2 separate regions of the Macaca mulatta genome follow, and region 1 is linked to region 2. A link is a contact called in public Hi-C data. All regions are on one chromosome and are shown on one strand. The core of a region is the stretch at or near the end of the contact, and the rest is flanking DNA. Distances in the headings are between cores, read along the strand shown.

Region 1 (4,439 bases), core at 322-2,821, 460 kb after region 2:
GCAAGCTCCTCATTACATGATCTAAATCAATGCAGCAGGCTAGGTTGACTAGCTTTTCACCACTGGAATAAATAACCTTAGGATGCCTTCCAGAAAATAACCTTAGCATACCTTTCAGAAAATAACCTTAGGATGCCTATCCTTCCAGAATCACAGTTCTATGAATTGATCCAGGGCAGGGTCTTTGTCAAAAGATAGCCAATATACTAACAGCTGATCAAAATATGGAGCAACAATAAAACATCCACCGCATCTACCAAGGAAATTCTATGCTACATCTTACTCACCGAAGCCTCAGTGAGATTATTATGAAATGAAAGAAAGAGCCTCGAACCTGGAAAGATCTGGGCTTTGTCCTGAGTCTGTTACCAACCTTTGTTACCAACCAGCTAAATGGCCTTTGTCAACTGAACTGGCTGAGGCCAGTAAAACTGATTTTTAAGATATCTTAATGTCATAGGCAAATGCTGACTACAAAATGCCGAATAAAAAATCACGTAGAAAACTGCTGCTGTATTACACTCCATTATGACATGATTCATTATATATAAAGAAAAAAAACGACTGGATATAAATATTATTTTATTTCACAATGTTTATTGAGCATCCACTAAGTGCTAGGCACTCCTCCAGGTGCCAGGATAAAAGAGTGAAACAAACACATGCCACAGCTCCTGCCTTCATTAGGGAGCATGGTGATGTTTGTCTTTGATCATGGTATTTTGAGTATTTGAGTACTTTGCGCTCAAGTTTTACTGAAACTTTCAACAGCTTACAATACCTTTGCATTTTTTTTTAAAACACACTAATACTATGAAAATGAATTTTCAAAGTGTGAAGCTGAGTTTAAAAAGCAGAATGTTCAAATTATGAAACAATGTTAATCTCATTTTTTAAAATACAACTTTATGAATGAAAAACATCTAAGGAAATTTATCACAAAATATGATTAATGGTCACGGCTGGGTGATCGGACTGTGGATAAGATTGGCTTCCTTTATTACGCTTTAACAGTCTAACCAAGTTTTCTACCATGAGATTCAGAGACGTTTGTAATGAAAGAATACATTGATAAAGGCCCATAGAACCCTCGTATCACGTGGAGAAAGATGACTAAACCAATCAGAGAAATAGAAATACTAGTTGCTAGGGTACCTAGCAGCCTCACCGAAGAAATGCCAATTTGAAAAACAGAATGCTATTGTCCACTGACTGAGTTTTCGCAAGGGACTACATCCCCACCTCACCCCCGCCTCCAGGGCTTGTAAGGCACTGACAACCAAAGGACCAGCATTTTCTTTTGGAGAAGGGTTCGCGGCATTTTTTTTTTAAGCAAGAAGGGCGGGGCATGAGGCGAGCAGGGCCGCTCCGCCCGGCAACACTGTCACCTGCAGGTCATGAGAGCGCCACCAATCCCGGAAGAAAATACATCTCCGCTGCGTTTCCACCCCGAGCCGCGAGATCTTGGCTGAGAAAGCAAAGCGTGATGACAGTGGGGACCAGAGAACGAACAGGTACCGGCAAGAAAGGCCCCGACGAACCTACCGTACAGGGCAGCCTCCCATAGCACAGGACAGCCTCGCATCGTCCTGCCCTCGGAACCATAGCAACCACGCAGGAAGTTCCTGCGCCGCCGGACAAACGCAGCCCGGAGGGCGGGGCTGGCCTAGGATTGACGGGCTCTGGGCCTGTGCATCGGAGCCCGGGGAGGTTGGCGCCGGTCTCCTCTGGGTCTGCCGCAGGCTTCCTTCCCTGCTGTTGGGAGCTGACACCTGAGGGACGATCCGCTGAGCGTCAGGATCTGCTGCGCGACTGCCCCAGCCGCCCCATGTTCGAGACCTGTGCCAATCCCATGGACATTCTCCTCCCACCCAGCCAGCCTCTGAACACGCTTCTCAAGTGGTACATGCCCTGTCCTCCTCACAGCCCTCACACCGCTGATCCTCCTCGGCGACCTCAGCGCCCCCGGGGCTGACCAGGCCGTGGCCTGCGCCTCTCTGTCCTTAGGGGGGTTCTCCTCCCACCCACCTAAGTCTCTTCCGCCCGCGGTCACGCCCTGGGCCTCAGGAAAGACCGCCATTTCTTGCATCCCCCACTCTCATAACGGGCAGCACCCGATCCTGTCCTAACAGCTCCCTCTTCCAATGCCCCAGCATCCACAGCCTTCAGCCCCAGCCCCAAGGAGGCCACCTCTCCACTAACCACAACCGCGTTCCTCACCATTTAACCTTCCTTAGCCAGCTTACCCAAAGCTATTAACTCTCTGCCTCCTCCCTACTCTCCTGGCAATCCCCGCCAAGTAGACAATCAATGTACACCCTCCACAAGTGTACCTTCTCTGTCTAGTCTACTTACAAGATCCCTCCACAAGCACCAGCACCCAATTTTCTCATGATAGTCACTGATTTTCCCTTGAGAAAACAGAAACAGTCAGAGAGGAACTCGCACCGCTTCCCAACAGCAGTGGACCTGCACTTGTAATCTTGGCTGCTTCCCTGGAGGAAGTGACAGGATCCTACTTGAGACAAGGCCCTTCACCTGGATCCTATACCCTCCACCTTCTTAAGGGATCATCTTTTGCAGTTATGCTTTCACCTGAATTATCATGTTCCTCTATCTGTATTTTATTATCTATAAAGTTGGCAAAGGGAGTGCTAGAGTTTAGGCTCATCCTGGTTCTTGCTGTTAAGTAGGTGATACCACAGGGGGCTGCATTCCCTGAGGATGGGGGTGGGGAGGGGCAGATGTTGAAAGTGACTGATTCAAGAGCTAAAGATCGTGCCATAAAGGAAGCCTAACCCAGCTAGGGGCTAGGTGACCCTGCAGCCAAGACTGTGGAGAAGACAGCCCTGGACAGGGGACTTTTAGACTGCCATGTTTGTCTCTGCATTGTGCAATTTTAGCAAGAATCCTGCTAAGTTAGTTTAGTTAGAATTTCCCATCATCAGTATCTCAGTTAGGTTCCTCATCCCCCAGGTGATGTCTGGTCACCCTGGCCCACCTTCACCAAGAATCCTGTTAGTTCAATTTAGCCACAATACCCCCTTACCCTTGGTGTTTCCTCTTAGTAATTTTCCATCCATTGCTCCCCACCCTGCTCCTTGGCTATAAATTCCCACTTCTCGTTGTTGTATTTGGAGTGGAACCCAGTTTCTCTCCCTTCACTGCAAAACCCCATAGCAGTGGTCCCTACACCTATCCTGATGGTCCTGAATAAAGTCTGCCTTACCGTTCTTTAACAAATGTCATGAATAATTTTTTTCCTTAACATCCTTCACTTGGATCTCATGCCCTTCCACATTCTCAAGGAATAAGCTTTTGTAATGATCATTCATTTTACTTGAATCACCACATTCTCCATGTCTACTGGATCATGCTATCTTCTACAAAGTGGGCAAATAGATGGTTAGAAATGAGGGATTTTGTTTTCTAGAGCTGATCTTGGTTACTGCTGTGTTGTAGGTGAGACCCCAAGGGGCTGCATTCTCTGAGGAAGGTTCGGGGGCTGGAGGATATGGAGATAGGGACTAGGTTACCCTGCAGCTGAGGCTGTGGAGTGGACAACCCTGGTCAGGGGTGGAAGGGAGGATGAAGCCCAGATTCAGAGGGGTCTGCAGAAGCCAGCACACATGGCCTGAGGCTGAGTCAGCGAGGGAGTACCAGATTCTGACCAAGATGAGAGAGACAAAAATGCAAGTTACACCAGCCACAGACATATTGTGAGCAAATCAGAATCACCAGCAGGATTTGGGAGATAAGTTAGCCTTCCTTCAGAAACCACTGAGGACACTGCAATCAACATGAGACTCCTAAGCAATGCAGACCATCTTGCATTGCTGTAAAGAAATACCTGGAGTCTGGGTAATTTATAAAGAAAAGAGGTTTGAATTAGCTCATGGTTCTGCAGGCTGTATAGAAAGCATGGCGCTGGATTTGTCAGAGGCGTTCGAAGCAGCGCAATTCTATCTTGAAAAAATAGGAAAAATCTAGGAAAAATGAGACTGGGACTTGCTTGGCTGCATTCTCAGGAAGTTAGGTATTTCTAGCTTCTAGATGTTTCTACTGAACAGACCCTGACTCAGGAGTGTCCTGATATCCCGATATCTTGAGAACAGAAGCATTCCTACTTTTGCTTTAAAAATCATAATATCGATTCTTGTAAAATATAGAAATTAAGAAAATTAATCCTTTATCACAAACCCTGGTAGCAGAGCACATCTCCCCATAATCTTTTTTATCCTGTATACAAATGAGTATTGTACCTAAGGTGGATGCATTCCTTTTCTTATTTTTGGGAACACCCTACTCTGTCTACAAAGTAGCTGTACTTTCACCACTTTACTTTCTTAATAAATTTGCTTTTGCTTTGCACTGTAGACTCAACTTGAATTCTTTCTTGGGCAAGATTCAGGAACCCTCTCTTGGGATCTGGATCGGGA
Region 2 (4,891 bases), core at 2,206-4,705:
ATTAGCAATCTATGCCACAAACATGTGCACTGAAGCTATTCCTTCCAAGGTCACCAGAGACCACCACTTGATCGTCAAAATCCCCAGACATTTTTTCAGGTCTTACTTTTCTTGATTCTTGGCAACATTCATCACTATTGACCTTGACTCCTCCCTCCTTTTGAAACAATCTCTTTCCTTACTTTTGTGACACTCCTTTCTCCTTTTTTTTTTTTTTTAATGGTGTCTTGCTCTATCACCCAGGCTGGAGTGCAATGGCACAATCTCGGCTCACTGCAACCTCTATCTCCCAGGTTCAAGCGATTCTCCTGCCTCAGCTTCCCGAGTAGTTGAGACTACAGGTGTGCTCCCCCACACCCAGCTAATTTTTTGTGTTTTTAGTTGAGATGGGGTTTCACCATGTTGACCAGGCTGGTCTTGAACTCCTGACTTCAGGTGATCTTCCCACCTCGGCCTCCCAAAGTGCTGGGATTACAGGTGTGAGCCACCACACCCGGCCCTCTCCTGTTTTTCTCTCTGCCTTTTTGGTCACTCCTTATCAATCTCTTTCATGAGTTCCTTTTCCTCCACCTATACCAAAGGTGCTTTTGGGCTGCAGGGCTCTTCCGTAGGCCCATGTCTCTTCTAGCACTGTGCATTCACCAGGGTGCTGTTGCCCTTTCTCATGAATTAAAGAACTATTTATGTACTGATGACTCCTAGATCTATAGCCTCAGCCTAGACCACTTCTCTGAGCTTCAGACATGTATATTCAACTGCCTGTGGTACATTTCCATATGGACATGCCACAGGTGCCTTAAAAGCAATGTTCAGTTCTCCTCTAACCTGCTCCTCAAACCCGCTCTTCCTTCAGTATTCCTGATCTCAGTGAGAGGAGTTACCATTCACACAATCTCTCAAATCAGATCGCCAAGAGTTCCCTTTGACACTCCACTCGTCTTCAGTTACTCAAGTCCAATTACTTTTTACTTCTTTACTATCTCCTTGATTCAATCACTTCTCACTACCTGCCACCACTCTAGGTCAAAGCACAATCATTGCTTACCTAGATGACTACAAAAGGCATAAGTACTCTCCCTGTTTCCAAGACAACACCTATTCCATACTCCATATAGCAGCTAGGTGTTCTTTCTAAAACACAAACCTATGCTGTATCCTTGCCTAGAATCCTTTAATAACTCCTGGGTGTTCTCAGGATCAAGACCAAAGTCCTTATCTTGGCATTCAAAACTTGCCAACTTGCCACGATTTGGAAGGGATTGGGAATTTGAGATGCCAGAAATAGAAGAAAAGGAGGCGCTATGTCTAGTGTGGATAAGGGAGAAAATCTGGGAGGCAAGAACATGGTGAACTGATATCACACACTTGGAGAAAGCAACAATTCAGAGAAAGAGAAAAGACAGGAAAACAGAAGCCTGCCTTGAATATGCAAGAAATTTGTGTGTGTGTCTATCTTGAATTATCCATAGAACATAGGGATTCATGATATGTTATTTACACAGTAAAAGGTGACCACATAAAGCAGGAGACTTGTGTCCATTTGAATTACATTTATATGTGGAAAGGCATTGAATATTATTTCCACAACTAACCGTTGTGCTGAATTTTATTATGGTTTCTAATAACTTTTTAGTTGATGCTCTTGGGTTTTCCAGGTCTGCATTTATATATCCAGTAATTAATGATGATTTGTCTACTTCCTATTATTTTACATCTTATTTTGTTTTCTTGAATAGATCCAATTGCTTATGTGAATTTATTATGTGATAGAGGTGCCATTTCAAAGCAGAGAGGGAAAAGATGGATTAGTTTGCACATGATGTAGGGGTAAGAGACTATGATTTTGGAGAGTAATCAAGCTGAATCCGTATAGAAAATAAATTTTGAAATGATCAAACATCTAAATGTAAATAATAAAGCCACAAAAGTGCTTCAAGGAAAAAAAAACGGGGATTGTTATAGGAACATGAAAAGCATCTTTAAGCAAGCAGCAGGATCCAGTTGTGATGAAGGAAAAATGGATATATTTGACTACATAATAATTAAACATTTTTGTTTGGCAAAAATTATCATAAATAACATGAAAAATATTTGTAATATGTGACACGTACACGAGAGACATTGCTGGTGGGAACGTTATTCCATGTACTTTTTAGGAGTAAGTTGACAAATTTTGTATCTTTTGTTATCAAAATGGAAGACGTTTTTGTAGCATTTGAGCTAGCAAAAAATACCCTAAATAAAAAAAAAGTGCCCCAAACAATCTAAATGTACATGTGTACTGGACTGGTTCAATAAATTATGGGACATCTATACAAGAAAAGATCATGCAACTGTTTAGAAAAATGTGCACTAACGGAAAGATTTTTTATATATAACTGGAAAAAAACAGGTCGCAGAACAGAAGGTATGTATAGTGTACCATTTGTCGGAGAGAGAACCTGAATAATTAGTATACGAATAGAAAAAAAATCTGGATAGCAAAATGTTAATAGTGGTTATTTCTGGGAGATAAGAGTGGCCTTTCATTGGTATGTTATATATTACTGCATTGTTTTAATTTTTACAACAACAACAACAAAACAACAACATATTACCTTTGTAATAAGAAAAAATGAAGATATAAAAATAAATTCAATGAATGACTTTCTTTCGGAGGCGGTTTGGGTTGGAAGAGTTTCAGACTGAGCCTGGTACAGTGGCATAAACATGGGCTTTGGCGTCAGACAGCCCTGAGCAGGGCCCCATTGCCCCACCCCCGAGGAAGGCGAGGGGGGGTGGCAGGGGGCTGCGGAAAGGGGCTGGGCTGGGTTGGGCTGTCTGCAGCTCTAGTCCAGGAGGCTGAGACTTCGAGAGGGACTTAGAGAAGGCAGACGCATCCCGAACTCGCTGGAGGACAAGGTGAGGTGCGTTGAGATTGGGGTTTTATGGAGGTCATAGAGTGGTTCCAGACCCCTCGAACCCATAGCCAGGCAGATGAGCAATTCTTACTGCACCACTGCAGCTGAAGCAGAGGTGACCTGGAGTGGTGTGTAGGCAATGAGGACGACTGAGAAAGTGGTAGGCTGTATAGACTGGGAGCAGAGACGAGCGGAGGAGGAGGGGAGAAAAACGGGGAACCAGGAATGTTGGGAGGGGGACGAGGAATACAAGGAGGGAGGGGAACACTAAGGGGGAGTGATCCAGAGAAGAGAATGGGGATGCAGAGAGGGGTTAAGGAATACTGAGGGGCAGGGTGTGCAATCGTAACACGGAGGAGGATGTAAGGAATGGGAAGAGGGAATTCTGGAGTAAATAGAAAATGTGAGGTGGGAATAGGGAGTAAGGAGCCAGGCTAAGGGAATACGGAGGGGGGCATAAGGAATGAGGAGCAGGGAGCGGGGGAGGGGCAGACAGGCTGGGACGGAGGCCCCCTAGGGAGGCGGAAAGGGGCGGGACCACTTCCGGCCTAGAGAAGGGAGGGCAGTCTCTGAGTTTCGGAGGGGCTTGGAGTGAGTGGACGCTCTCGGGAATTGTAGGAGGACGAGGTGAGCAGCCGGGCGGGCTTTTGGATGAGAGCCCCGCTAGGGGTCGGCCGCACCCTCTGGGATCTGGAGAAAACCTGTCATGAGGATCGGATCGTACCGGATCCATCCGGCTGGGAAGGGAGGGGACTGGACCCGGTTTGACCGGGCCCAAGATGGAATCACTAGCTCAATATTTATTTGAGGAGGGGGTGTAATAGGGAAGGGGCGGAACCAAGATGCGCCTGTTTGGAGGGGGGCGTGTTAGGAAGAAGGGCGGGGCCAAGAGACACTGGACTCGGTAGGGCGTGAGTAGGGGAGGGGCCGGGCCCACCAGACACTGCGACAATTTTGGAGGAAGGCTTCTTGGGCAGGGGGCGGGACCGAATGGTACTGCGGACCTGGAGAGGGGCGTGTGTCGGGGCAGAGTGCCAGACTGAGACCACGATCATTGCGCATGCGCACTATGTATCGCTGAAAGGGGCGTGTTGAGAAGGGCCAGCGCTGAGACGAGCCAGCTGCTGAATGCGCATGTGCACGGTGGACATCAAAGAAAGGGCTCGTGCTGGGAAAGCGGGCGGGGCTGAGAACGGCCCTGCAGCCGACGCGCATGCGCTCTATCGACCTGCGGCTGGGTGGGGGGTGCACTGGGAAAAGGGGCGGGGTCCTCAGAGCTGCCGCGCTGGCACATCTTCCTGGAGAAGGGGAGGGTGCGGCTGCAGACAATTGAGACTTAGAAGCTTTGGATTCCTGTATCTGAGAACGGAGTCGTTGTGGGTGGTGGAGGGGGTTGGAATTGGGGACCTACGGAAGGTAAGGATCAGCCTCCAGGCACAACAGGGGAGAGGACGTTCAGTGGGCTTCAACTTGACCCAGGCCTTCTCCTCTTCAGGCTCAGCTCTTGCCAGGCCAAATTGAGACATGTCTGACACAAGCGAGAGTGGTGCGGGTCTAACTAGCTTCCAGGTAAGGCCTCTTTCTGTCCTTTCCCCAGCTGCTTTTCCTCTCCAGCCCTTGTTGCTGCCCTAAGTCCCTTGGCTCTTCCCCTCCCATCCTTGTCCTTCTCCACCTACTTTCCTGCCTGGGTGTCCCCCTGCCCAGTGGAGGGAGGGAGAGAAGGTGGGCGGGCCCCTCTTCTGCCTTCAGTTCTTGCTCAGAGGAAAGGGAGGCCTTGTTCGGCTGAGGTGGTCAGAGCACACCGCAGGTACGAGTACAGGTCAGAGAAGTGTGGCCTTGGAATTTTGGAACCATTTGCTTAGTTGGGGGTGGGGAGAAGGTCTGTGAACTTCCCTGCTTCCTCTTGCAGGCTGAAGCTTCAGAAAAGGACAGTAGCTCGATGATGCAGACTCTATTGACAGTGACCCAGAATGTGGAGGTCCCAGAGACAC

Evidence for each region. A called contact is a pair of places that touch in the nucleus more often than the background predicts.
Region 1: a contact with region 2 is called in a Hi-C map of fetal cortex germinal zone, with 2.8 times the contacts expected there. The contact joins the promoter of VCF2 here to the promoter of MAGED2 in region 2. A contact is called at or near these places in 2 of 14 Hi-C or Micro-C datasets (fetal cortex germinal zone and liver).

The regions. Positions count from the first base shown.
Region 1 is chrX:55,101,947-55,106,385 of T2T-MMU8v2.0, forward strand. VCF2 (VCP nuclear cofactor family member 2) reads right to left here and starts at 1,572. Exons shown (of 3, transcript NM_001261522.1): 1 at 1,546-1,572. The coding sequence starts at 1,565. All of the region lies in intron 1 of ALAS2 (5'-aminolevulinate synthase 2), which reads right to left.
Region 2 is chrX:54,644,044-54,648,934 of T2T-MMU8v2.0, forward strand. MAGED2 (MAGE family member D2) reads left to right here and starts at 3,456. Exons shown (of 12, transcript NM_001257614.1): 1 at 3,456-3,527; 2 at 4,396-4,469; 3 at 4,810-4,891. The coding sequence starts at 4,425.